4 separate regions of the Mus musculus genome follow, and regions 1, 2 and 4 are each linked to region 3. The links are chromatin contacts, called in public Hi-C, HiChIP or PLAC-seq and promoter capture Hi-C maps. All regions are on one chromosome and are shown on one strand. The core of a region is the stretch at or near the end of the contact, and the rest is flanking DNA. Distances in the headings are between cores, read along the strand shown. Region 1 holds the start of Plaa (phospholipase A2, activating protein). Region 2 overlaps Gm12694 (a long non-coding RNA gene). Region 3 holds the start of Fggy (FGGY carbohydrate kinase domain containing). Region 4 has its middle 30 kb from the start of Jun.

What was found. Promoter capture Hi-C pulls out the DNA fragments that hold promoters and counts their contacts. Hi-C and Micro-C count contacts between places; a contact is called where the count stands out from the background. HiChIP or PLAC-seq counts read pairs in DNA pulled down with a chosen protein or histone mark.
Region 1: a contact with region 3 is called in an H3K4me3 HiChIP or PLAC-seq map of embryonic stem cells, with 4 times the contacts expected there. The contact joins the promoter of Plaa here to the promoter of Fggy in region 3. A contact is called at or near these places in 2 of 39 promoter capture datasets (liver and pre-B cells), 3 of 484 Hi-C or Micro-C datasets (CD4 T cells, pre-B cells and regulatory T cells) and 1 of 115 datasets of contacts at active chromatin or transcription factors (embryonic stem cells).
Region 2: a promoter capture Hi-C map of liver shows a contact between it and region 3, with 8 times the contacts expected there. The contact joins the enhancer-like site here to the promoter of Fggy in region 3. A contact is called at or near these places in 20 of 39 promoter capture datasets (the 3T3-L1 cell line, 3T3-L1-derived adipocytes, the C10 cell line and 15 more), 2 of 15 datasets of contacts at CTCF or cohesin (the NIH/3T3 cell line and large pre-B cells), 8 of 484 Hi-C or Micro-C datasets (CD4 T cells, bone marrow-derived dendritic cells, bone marrow-derived macrophages and 4 more), 5 of 115 datasets of contacts at active chromatin or transcription factors (the NIH/3T3 cell line, astrocytes, bone marrow-derived macrophages and 2 more) and 3 of 9 other capture datasets (adipose tissue, liver and macrophages).
Region 4: a Hi-C map of bone marrow-derived macrophages shows a contact between it and region 3, with 20 read pairs. The contact joins the enhancer-like site here to the promoter of Fggy in region 3. A contact is called at or near these places in 11 of 39 promoter capture datasets (the C10 cell line, the HPC-7 cell line, HPC-7-derived erythroid cells and 9 more), 1 of 15 datasets of contacts at CTCF or cohesin (the NIH/3T3 cell line), 4 of 484 Hi-C or Micro-C datasets (CD4 T cells, the HPC-7 cell line, bone marrow-derived macrophages and 1 more), 4 of 115 datasets of contacts at active chromatin or transcription factors (bone marrow-derived macrophages, embryonic basal ganglia, embryonic hindbrain and 1 more) and 1 of 9 other capture datasets (liver).

What each region holds. Positions count from the first base shown.
Region 1 is chr4:94,601,708-94,604,656 of GRCm38.p6, reverse strand. Plaa (phospholipase A2, activating protein) reads left to right here and starts at 1,410. Exons shown (of 14, transcript NM_172695.2): 1 at 1,410-1,780. The coding sequence starts at 1,632. It also overlaps a transcript of Ift74 not described here.
Region 2 is chr4:95,004,159-95,006,933 of GRCm38.p6, reverse strand. The region is part of intron 2 of Gm12694 (a long non-coding RNA gene); the gene reads right to left. Among named protein-coding and RNA genes, the nearest start is that of Gm12694, 26 kb to the right of the region's middle. Within about 2 kb of position 1,498, at least 11 of the 459 cell types and tissues checked have an H3K27ac peak or open chromatin away from gene starts, as enhancers often do. A contact at or near this core is called in liver, where this site is marked.
Region 3 is chr4:95,556,146-95,558,852 of GRCm38.p6, reverse strand. Fggy (FGGY carbohydrate kinase domain containing) reads right to left here and starts at 1,346. Exons shown (of 16, transcript NM_001113412.1): 1 at 1,262-1,346. It overlaps Gm40206 (a long non-coding RNA gene), which reads left to right and starts at 1,487. Exons shown (of 2, transcript XR_867942.1): 1 at 1,487-2,034.
Region 4 is chr4:95,021,123-95,024,069 of GRCm38.p6, reverse strand. No RefSeq gene overlaps it. Among named protein-coding and RNA genes, the nearest start is that of Jun, 30 kb to the left of the region's middle. Within about 2 kb of position 1,604, at least 12 of the 459 cell types and tissues checked have an H3K27ac peak or open chromatin away from gene starts, as enhancers often do. A contact at or near this core is called in neural stem cells, where this site is marked.

The sequences.
Region 1 (2,949 bases), core at 161-2,660, 950 kb after region 3:
TTAGATAGGCTATGCTTCATTCTCATGATCCTCCTGCATCAGCCTCTCATAGCACTAGTTTTTGTTTGTTTTAGGAATCTAGAAACAACAACTTCAAACATGGTATGTTCAGAGAAAGATGGCAAATTCAATATGGCTGAGGCAGACACACACCTAAGGGAAAAGACCTTAGCAAAATAAATTAGGGAAATGGGGAAGGCCTTATACAACAGTGTATTCTCAAGAACGAAAAGCTGTTGGGGCTGGAGAGATTACTCAGTGGTTAAGAGCACTGGCTGCTCTTCCAGAGGTCCTGAATTCAATTTCCAGAAACCACATGGTGGTTCACAACCATCTGGAATGGGCACCCGATGCCACTTTCTGGTGTGTCTGAAGGCAGCGACAGTATACCTACATTCATGAAATAAATCGACATAAAAAAATAAATAACGAAAAGCTATTGGGGTTACCGAACAAAGTGGAATAATACATTTCAGAGCTAAAGTCAAGAGAAACACACACACACACAGAGGAATAGTGATTTCAAGCCTAGAATGAAAGTTTTAAGAAGAGTGAAGAAAAACACACAAATTGGATTTGGCAACTTAACAAAGGTTTGTGGTGTGATGGATGCCGTGCTACAATACGGAAAGCTAACTTTACTACAATGTAGACTGACAATCTCAATGCAATGTAGTGAGACTCCTACCTACACCATCGGGGTTTGGCTAAAAATATATATTCTCACCTGTAATTTCAGAGTTCAGAGACTGGAGCAAGGAACCACGAGTTTTAGGCTAGCCCGAGCTACCGTAAGACCTTTTAAATAATTAAAGGCATTTTCTGCTTCACCTTAGACCTTCTGCGCCAAACCTCGGGCAAACAGTGGTCACGTTAGGGGAGAATGGGCACCCGATCATTCTGCAAAATCTGGTATTATAGGGGGTAGCTTGAGGTGAAGGCAAGTTCATTAAAAGTTCCCACTTTGGCTTCAGATTCAGTCATCTTAAATGAAAAAAAAAACAATTAACTGATGAAAATCTTGGGAGACTCTCCAGAATCAAGCAGAAAATGGGCAAACAAATCGTGGCGTAAGGCAAACAAGCAATTTTGCTCTACTACTCAGAGTAGTCAAACGAGCACCTAGATTTAAAACATCCGGATTCAGCGCGCCGGCGAGTCACTCGGGACGCTCGGCATTGTGGGATTTGTAGTTCCGATTTACCCTCCTCCAACTACTACAGATTTTCGGTTGTTCTCTGAAATGGACCGGGTTCCGACCGGACCCAGACCTCCGGCGCCTACGCAGAATTTCCTGATCTCACCGTCCCTTCTTCGGCCGGCGATCCAGGGCGCAGAAGGATAGAGGGCCCGGTCCGTGATGCTCAGCAGCCCGACGCACACACTCTGCGTCACCGCGGGCCGCGGCGGATGATGAATTCCGGCGTGTGTGTTAGGGTTGCTGTGTCACTCAGGCGGCTCGGCGCGCCCCTTCCCCCGCGGTCCTTCCGCACCGGCTGACTGGCTCTTCCGGTCTCCGGCGCCCCTCTCCTGCAGGCGGGTCTCGGGCCGCAGCCTGGCGCACGCCGGCTCGGGCCTGTGGACGAGTCTCGCGCTGTGCCCGGGGGCCGGGCTCCGGATCCACGCTGGCCATGGCGAGCGGCGCCTCCAGATACCGGCTGAGCTGCTCGCTCCCGGGCCACGAACTGGACGTGAGGGGCCTGGTGTGCTGCCTCTACCCGCCGGGAGCCTTTGTGTCTGTGTCCCGGGATCGGACCACCCGCCTCTGGGCTCCAGACAGGTGAGCGCTGCTAGTCCCGCCGCCCGCGGGTGGACCACAGGCTTGCAGACACGTGGGAGGAGTGACCCTCCTTCCCTGCCCTGAATCTCTCCCTCTTCCTGGTGTCCGCGCTGCTCCTGCCTCCCTGCCGAGTCCCGAGCTTTGGCTTTTCGGGCGCTGTCTGTGAAACCGACAAGATTTCGGGGGAATGAGTATGGATAGGATTGGAGGACCTGGCTGGCTGTCCTAACTTGACCACTAACGGGCGACTTGACCTTGGACGAGCATCTTAAAACACCTTAAGGGCCTTCAGCTTTGGCAGATAACCCCTTAGGTTTCTTTTAGTCTTTAGTATTTATTGCTGCTTGCGCCCTCCCAGTTTCGGCTCGATGAAAACTTCTGGCTTGCCCCTCGGGCTCCGATCTTAGGAGTTGCTCTGTAGTCATCCCTCAGATTTAAATTTTTGAAGACTATAATTCTCAGTAATTGCTTTACAGAGAATTACACATGGTGTCCTCTCTTGGTTGTCCAAGTTATAGTCTGTTTGGGGAGGAGAGGATGAACCTCCTCAAATGTTATCGTTGTGTAGGAATGTTCTGTTTTTTCGAGGAGGAAAAATTATCATTGCTTTGAAGTTCTGCCTTCAATTCCCCCCCACCCACCCACCCACCCACCCACACACACTCCACCACCACCAAAAATAAATAAATAAATAAAATAACCAAAAAGTTAAAATCCAGCCCAAATCAATATCAGAGGTTGCGTTTAAAGCCCTGATTAGTCGAAAATTTTATGACAGCAAACAGGCTAGTGATTTTGGGAAGGTAAATTGAATTTAGATGATGAGATACATATATATGTATTTCCTGGGGAGAAAGACATCACTGACAGGAGGACAGGTGCTCTCTGTTTACAGAACTTTATTATATTCTCTCGTGAGAATATAGAGTTAGACCGGAAAGATATTAGTAGGAACCTTTTTTTTTTCTTGGAGGTGTTTCTCCTGTGTGTGTGTTGAAGCGGATATCTCTTATTAGATTGAGTAAGCTGATCTTGAAGGGTGGACTGGGGGAACTTTAAAGTGGAAAAACTGTAGTTGGAGAGCTACGTTCCAGAGAGGCAGAAGACATAGTATGCCGTGAGTGCAGGTCCTGAAGGCTAGCAGAAGCCAGGTTGTAGTGTTTATATGG
Region 2 (2,775 bases), core at 249-2,748, 550 kb after region 3:
CTGTCTGCTTAGAGACTAAAAGTCAGTGGGAAGCTTTCAGTGAGACTGAAAGTGGTGTTGGGTTGTGGTGGGACTTAACCCTCTTTCTACCCTTTGGGCCCAGAGTTCACTAGAAAGACTAACAATTGATATCGCCTCTCAGTTTTAGATAAGGACAGACAAAATTACAGCCATTGGTCTTTTGTTTTCTTTCTTGATCTTTTCTTTGTCTCTCAGTGATATTGTGGCCTTTTTTTTCCTTTTTTTTTTTTAATTTTCTTTTCTTTCTTTCTTTTTTTTTTTTTTTCTTCTTTTCTTTTTTTGAGACAGGGTTTCTCTGTGTAGCCCTGGCTGTCCTGGAACTCACTCTGTAGACCAGACTGGCCTTGAACTCAGAAATCCGCCTGCCTCTGCCTCCCAAGTGCTGGGATTAAAGGCGTGTGCCACCACGCCCGGCCTTTGTGGCCTTTTCTCTTCTGGTCACACAAGGTTCCTACAAACTTCGTCTTTTAACCATAAACTGTAAAGGACTGACATCAGAAATCTTGGGGGCAGGACACGAGCATTTTCTTTCCTATCACGTGTGGTGCTAGGGGTTGAGCCAGGGGCCTCATACGTGATGGGCGAGCATCCTGCCACTGACATGCATCCCCCCAGAATTTTTGTTCTTTACTTAAAAAAAAATTTGAACAGGGTGTTGCCAACTTGTCCAGACTGACCTTACACTCACCCTGTAAACCAAACAGCTTGAATGCACATGAAGCCCTGATAGGCATTGAACTTCTGATCCTTCTGATTCACTCAGGAGCTGGAACTACAGTCCTGCACTACCAGGCCTTGCTGGATCTTTCAAAGGTCCATCGTGAGACTTTCATTTCCATTGTAGATAACTGAAAAGCACAAAATAAGCTATAACAGCGTAGAAGGGCATCACCCAAATGACCATCACTGACATTATTTCCTACATTTGATTCCTCTGATTATAATTTATTTTATTTTTAAATACATATGATCAAGCCAAACCCTGCTATTTCATTTATGATTACTCAAAAGACATAGTTATATCAAGATCTTTATTACAACCATATTTAATCATATAGCTATTATATTATACTGAATAAATGCATCATACTTTATCTTTTCTCATATCTTGGACATTTCCAATATTTTGGTAGTATAAACAATGCTCAAATCTAAAACTTTCTATAAATATTTCAAATGTAAACAAATGTTGTGCACAAAGATGTTGGTTGTGACCTTTAATTTTCTACCTATCCCCTACCCCCAACATGCTCATGTCCTCTTGATCTTTATTGCACAATCCCAAGTCTCATGACGTGGCCTGAGCCATTCACTCTCTGGAATACTCATGAACTCCACTCATCTTTCTTAAAAGACGATCTTAAAAGCAAGCTCCATTGTTCTTTGCTTAGGACTGCTCCCTTCTCTGCTCTCTAAGACTTCTCGTCCTGGTCTCACCACCATTCTCTCTAATTGCTCTGTTAGATTGAGCAAAGCAAACATTTGGTTAATCATTTGGAAAATTGGTCATCACACTGCTGGCTGACTGGTATAATGGAGGTGGTCTAGTGTCAGAGCTAAAATCATTACTGAAGATAACACAGTTACTCATGCGTGTGTGTACAACCCGTCTACACGCTACCCTGTAAAGTCATTCTTTTTTTCTGTTTTTCTTTTTTTTTCTTTTTTTTTTTCTGGATGAATGTTCTTTGTTCTTGTAGGTTATAGCAAAGAAAGAACCCAGAGTCTAGGGCCCATTCTAATTCCACTCCCATATTCTACTAGATTTGGAGCAAAACTCTATGCTGGGCATCAAGTTGAGCTCTGAAAGTATACAACCAACCTAACAAGAAAGAGAGAGAGAGAGAGAGAGAGAGAGAGAGAGAGAGAGAGAGAGAGAGAGAGAGAGAGATTTGTATACAGAAGGCAAGCACACTAACAGAAAAGTGAAACAACCTGTATATGCATATGCCTATATGGCTACATAGGGTATTGGTTTAGGGAAATAAGGAATTAAACAAGACAAATGGTCCATATTGAAGAGACAGAAGAAACTGAGTGGAAGGGGAAGGGCAGAATTGAAATATGGAGGAGTATTTGAAGGTCAACAGATTGTCCCTGGGTGGAGCAGAGAGGAATGTATCAACCAGATAGCACAGAAAGGGACCTCCTTCAGGCATCAGAGTCATGCCATTGGGTGATATGAAGGTCAAAGTAAATAAGTCAAAAAATATGTGAAAACATGTAAAAAAAAAAGTTTAGGGTTATGGCCAAACTCACCTGCACCCAGCTAAAGGCAACTGCGCTACATCACAGCCCAGAATCACCAGTGCTTGTCTAAGGTCTCCCTGTAGCATGGACATTTGAAGTCCAGGAAACTACATCTTGCAAAATTTATATTCCCAGCATGCATTCATTTCCTAGAACTGCCATGACAAAATACCACAAGTTGTCCAATTAAGCAACAGGAATTTATTTTCCCACCGTCCTGGAGGCTAGAAGATGTAGATTAAAGGGTTAGCAGGGTGACTTCTTCTGACGCTTCTCTTCTCCTGTGCAAGAAGTCCTGCCTTCCATGCCATAGTCTAGAATGACACCGTATTTCTGGACTAAGGCCCACCTGACTCATTTCTTGCTACCTGTATTACCTTTTTAAAAGCCTTATTGGTGAATCCAGTCGCATTATGAGGTACCAGGGGATCAGGACTTCCCCATAGGGATTTCAGACGTATATTTCAACCTCTAACAATGAATTTCTGGATGACAGCCACACAT
Region 3 (2,707 bases), core at 97-2,596:
AGGCTAATAATTGGCTGTAGTTTTTAGATAAAGGTTATAGAAAAAGAACTAAATTCCAGAAGACAAAGCCCAGCAAAATTCATGAGAGCCTGGATAAGAACCTGGCACCCTTCCCAGAAACACAGTGCTCCACCAACTGGGTTATTCCCTCCTCCTTACTTGCAAACTTTGACTTCCTAATCCTAAGCCACCCCCCCCCCTCAAAAAAAATCATCCATAGGCCCTCCTCATCCCCTATTTTCCACCCCAGACCCCATCAGTCAGGAGCAGTCCTCTGGGGCTCTTATTCATACAGCCAGGGCAGAAGCCTTTAAGTCAAGACCAAGCATGACAGCTGCATTAGAAGGAGACTCCAGAAGACAGACTAGCAGCACCCCCAGCTAGCAACAGAAAAGAGAAACATCAGGACTCACATAGCTCACAGTAAAGACGGGAAACCCTTTAAAAAGGACAAGAAAATGAAACAAAAGACAAATCTACAAATCCAGCCACAAACTCAGACTTTAATTCTTCCTTATGGATTTGCTCCCTAAAAGCACAATCCAATGGGACCTTTTGAATTGACACACACACACTTGATCAAAAAAGAGTCAAACTTGGCCACAGTTTGCCCTTTAACTAGGAGAAGAAATTCGAGCTAAAATGTAAGCAGTGCTCCAGTGAATGGACCAGTGACAGAGGAGTTCCCCCACAGTGTGTGTCTCCATCCTGAAATGGTCATGAAGTTCATAAACATGGAAAGATCCCCCTATACCCTTCCTGGCCTGCAGCCCTGTAACAAGACAGATGGCATTATCCCATTTAAACTGAAGTACGCACCAAACACTATCTCCAGATGCTCAGCTTCTATAGCCTTAAACAGCACCAGCCTTGAAACGCTTTTACATTGCCAAACTTGAAATCAACGACTTAAAATGTTTAGAGAATTGTCCCCAAATTGGGGTGCGGGGCGGGGGTGCATTGCAAAATTCTCTTTTCTGGGAGAAAGAAAAAACACTTTATTTAATTAACTGTACACTACTCAGAGAGATAGGGCCTTAGGCCCCAGACATCTGTAGGGCAGTCATTGGGATGCAGTAAAGGCCTCTCCCTTGGGCAAGACACCTCACCCAGAATACACAAGAAACTGAAAGGCCAACCAGTGGCCTGGCTGTGAGACCCAAAGGTGAAGGAGGGAAACATTTAGCAGGCTAGAGAAGCTTTTGGGGGGAGCTGGCTAAGAGCCTGCGTGCCTGCAAGAACCCCTGGGAGGGTCACTTACTTGTCCAATATGAAATCACATTCTAGCTAGCAGGCCAGCAGGCCACCATGCACAGCCGCACCGCACCCAGCAGGGCGGTCCAAACAAGCTGTGACTCCGCCCGCTTCAGTCCAGCCCCTCCAGCAACCCTTGTAAGGAGCAACCTGATTGGTCCTTTGAAACGGGCACCGTGAATGGCCAGTACTTGTGAGCCCTGCTCCTCCCCACTGTACTGTAAGTCTTGGGTTTGCATTTCAAAATCCTTTCGCTGCCTGGATTTTAAAGATGCCCAGGCAACAGAGACGGCTCAATCTAAGCAATCCCCTCTGAGCGCCAGCTAACCTAGCCAACCTACAGTATGTGGTGGATATTTCCTGTTAAATCGCCCTCGGCTGAGCACCAGGATTGCTATGGGCTTCAATTCCTTGAACCCTTTATACCTGGTGCTTTTCAGGAACTCTCACACTTTATGCTGTGGTCGAGGCTTTGAGGTAGAGACGACACCGTAAATCTAAAAGATAGATGACCCCTGCCTTTGAGAAGTTGACATACCAGTAAGCTACATGGACTCTCGGTACCCTCATCGCTAGATACTGAGAGTCCAAAACCGGTTTGGCTTTTTTTTTTTCTTTTTTTTCTTTTTTCTTTTCCTGGGGACTATTCCAAGGTTGCGAAAACCAACCCTTCTCGATAACAGAGACTTCCTTAGTCAGACCTAGTGTGTTTATTATGTTAAGACTAGTATCCACATGACCTGAGAGTAAACGAGTGATCGATCTCTCTCCGTCATCCAGGTAAGAACTCGGTGAGGCTGAGGCCACAGGATTAGTCCTGCACTCTCCTGGAGGTCTTGGTTTGGATTTATTTTCCTCTACACAAGCAGTGTTCAACCTTCTTTGGTGACCTATATCAGATATTTACATTATGATTCATAACAATAGCAAAAGTAGATATGTGAAGTAACAAAAAATATAATTTTATGGTTGGGTCACAACAACCTGAGGAACTATTATAAAGGGTCTCAGCATCCGGACAGTTAAGAACCTAACTGTTAAGATCTACACTATGATTGCATTTCCAGCTATTCAAAAAATTGTCTGCACAGTCTCAGATCTGTTACTTAGTCATGTGGACCAAGCATACAACGGGAATTATAATATTAAGACCTGGTTGTCTTTCTTTCCGGAGCACTATGAAGAACAAATTAAGTACCAGACATGTATATGTTTTGCAAAAGTTTGGATGCTTAATACACATGCTACATTGGCTCAGCTCTTCCTTAATGTATCCCAGAAATGCAACGCGCCTGTTGCCTCACAGTCTATGGCTTGGGTGGGAACCTGAAAGGTCTCCTCGTTGCTAAACATAAACTAGTGTGTTGGCCTTTGTGGATAGCTGTTTCTCGTCTTTGCTGTATTTGAGTTTTTATTTGAGTCCTCTTAAATAGCATATGACCAGTAGCAAAAA
Region 4 (2,947 bases), core at 355-2,854, 540 kb after region 3:
AATTGCCTAGTCAATGGTACCCTGTTGTGATGGTACATAAAGAACCAAGACAGAAGTCTGTGAACAGCTCCTGACCTGGAATTTAGAAGACTCAGATTCTGATCAGCTTTGCCAATAAGTCACTTTGAGTCACTTTCAGCTGACAATTAACTTCTCTCTCACGTCCTCAGTGGGTCACTTCAGTTCCTAAATGACACAGTTGAGTCCAATCTAAACTCCATGAAGGCACGGGCTTGATTCACTGCCATCTGCCCAGGGCCTCGAGCCAAGCACACACACCAGGAAGAACTCAACATACTTGTTTAACACATGAAATGGCTTCAAAGTGACTAACAGCAAACAGAGGAGTTGATTCAATCAGTTCCAAAAATCTCAAGTTTTTTCTTCCCTTTCATTAGCAAGATGAGTAAAAATCCCAGCTCATCTGGCTCTTAGCAACCGGTGCTCAAAAGCTGTTCTGGTTGGGTGACTGGCCAGCTGTGCGTTCTTCTATGTGCTCTACTATTATCACGTCACTATCACTCCCTCGTTGCTGTCACACGCAGGGCCTCTTGCTCAGATCCACCCGCTCAGCTCTGCTCACTTGTTGCTGAAAACACGCAATCCCTCCTACGTCTGTCTACCCAGCTTGCTTATGCAAGGTAACGGGAGAATGCACATCCTCCAGAAAAGTTGGGAGTCTTAACAGGAGTCCAAGTCTGCAGGGAGCAAGGTTAGATGGTCATCTCCACACATGCCAACCTGAGACTTGTAACCATTTTCTAGAGTCTTCTATGGTTCATTTCATTGTGCAGTGGATAAAGAAAATCAGTTTGTTTGTTTTTTTAAGGAGACCAATCACTACAATTGATTAATCAGCTTCTGTCCAAAAGGTTTGCACAGTCCTCATCTTCCCCATGGTCCTCTAGGCAGCCACTCATTTTACCAATAAGAAAAGTGAGACTCAGAGTGTTGGTGAACTTTCCAAGGTAATACAAGCAGCAAGTGCAGCAAGCAAGACTCCACGGGACTTCCAATTTGATTGCAGCATTGAGATTTTCAAAGCCTAAAAAGTCTTGAAGCTCCACTAAGACTAACACGGTGAGTAGAAAGCAGAGTAGCAATCACAGGCCATCTAGTTCCTTCCCCACTCTGTGTCTACCCCTAAAATTGAAATGACCTCTTTCCCTCTTGCTCCAATACAGACGGCTGGCAGCAAGGCTGGGTTATGAGATGTTTGGCAATTACTTGGTGAGTTGAAGTTCAATTGCAATGGACCTTTCAGCTTGTTCAGTCCAGCCTTCATCTAGATGGCAAGCTGACGCACAGATATCTTCAGAAGTTCACCGAGCTACTCAGTAAGAGAAAGATTCTACCATATGTACTACAAAATTCTATGCCGTTCTAAAAGAAAGAAAGAAACAAAGGAAGGAAAAGACAGGTGATAACACCCGATTCTATGTCCCTGGCTATAAAGATTAAACGAGATAGTGACTTTATGGTGCTCACACTGACACGAGATAGGCTCTGCACATGTCTGATGCTGCTGACGCTGCCCCCACCCCATCCCACAAACCTCAGTCAGTAGACTGAGCAATGGCTCTTGCTTTATGTAAGTATTAAGTAAACCAAACAAGTTCTTGAATGTGACTAAGCTTTGTGCAAACACTACCTTTAATTTTCTGAGGTGGTCAGGTGTGGCATTTCAGACGTTCCCAGGTGATTTTTCCAGGTGAACAGTGAGTGAGTGAAGTCTAGAGCTTCTTCTGGCCCTGGCTTCTCATCATTACAGAGATTTGAAATGGGAGAAAGAAGAAATATGACCGGGAAAGTGGTCACGGGGAAAAAATTCATGTCTGTGTGTTTTAAAACCGTTTTAACTTCTTTTATTCCAGGCACTTTTTGAACCTTGCTAAAGCTACACATCCCTGTGCATTCCAGGGAAGGATATTGATTAGAAGGCCACAGAGGGACTGACCCCAGCTAGGCTGACCCCAGCTGGGCTAGGTTCCATCAGAAGGCTGATGCTTACAGGTGGAAGGCTCATGATCAGGGAGGGGACGGCATGCCCAGTGTCTGGAGCCCAAAGAACTGGGGACTTTGCACAATATAACACATACTTGGGCGACATATTAAATGATATCCACTTAAGGGAACCCTGGAGGCTCCATGTCTGAGTCACCAGAGTCGCACCAGTGGGAGGACCAACACTTCCAAACTACACGTTTTCAGGATGGAAACCAATCTTGCCCTTTATTCCTTCTTCCAGACTCCAAGTTTCAACATACTTTTAAAAGGTTTTACCATCACATCAGGAGGATCGAGTGGGAGGTGAGGAGGAAGTAGAAACAGGTTGCATAGACACATCTGTGGGAAGCTTGCTTGTGAAGAGAGAGGGAGGGAGGGAGAAAGGAAGGGAGAGAGAGAGAGAGAGAGAGAGAGAGAGAGAGAGAGAGAGAGAGAGAGAGATTGTACAAAACCAAAGAAGAGATGTAATTCAAGGTTTTTCTCTTACCTTTTCAAAAAGAGACATGATAATGTTTGTTTTAAGGTAGAAGAGGCCAGAGTCTATCTAAATGCTTTCAGGCAGAGGACTATGAAAGGAAAAGATCAAATAGTGAGAGCTGAATCAATGGCCTCAGGTCCCTAACAAGACAAGAAGAGATGGGTCCAGTGCTAATAGGAGAGAGACCTCTATTCTGTCATGACAAGAGGAGAGAGAATAAACTAGGGAAGAAGGGGACAGCCATCTTTCCAAATATGAACATACTCAGTGGGCCTATACACACACACACACTGAATATTTGTGGCTGCCCCCAACACTCTACAGTACTTCCCTGAATTTGATTCTCAAACCTGTCCTGCAAAAATGAGCATTGTAGCCTTCATTTTATGGATGTGTCAACAAAATCCAAAGGTCATTAGAAATTGCTCTGGTTATGTAATTAGTTTTATTAATAATATAGTA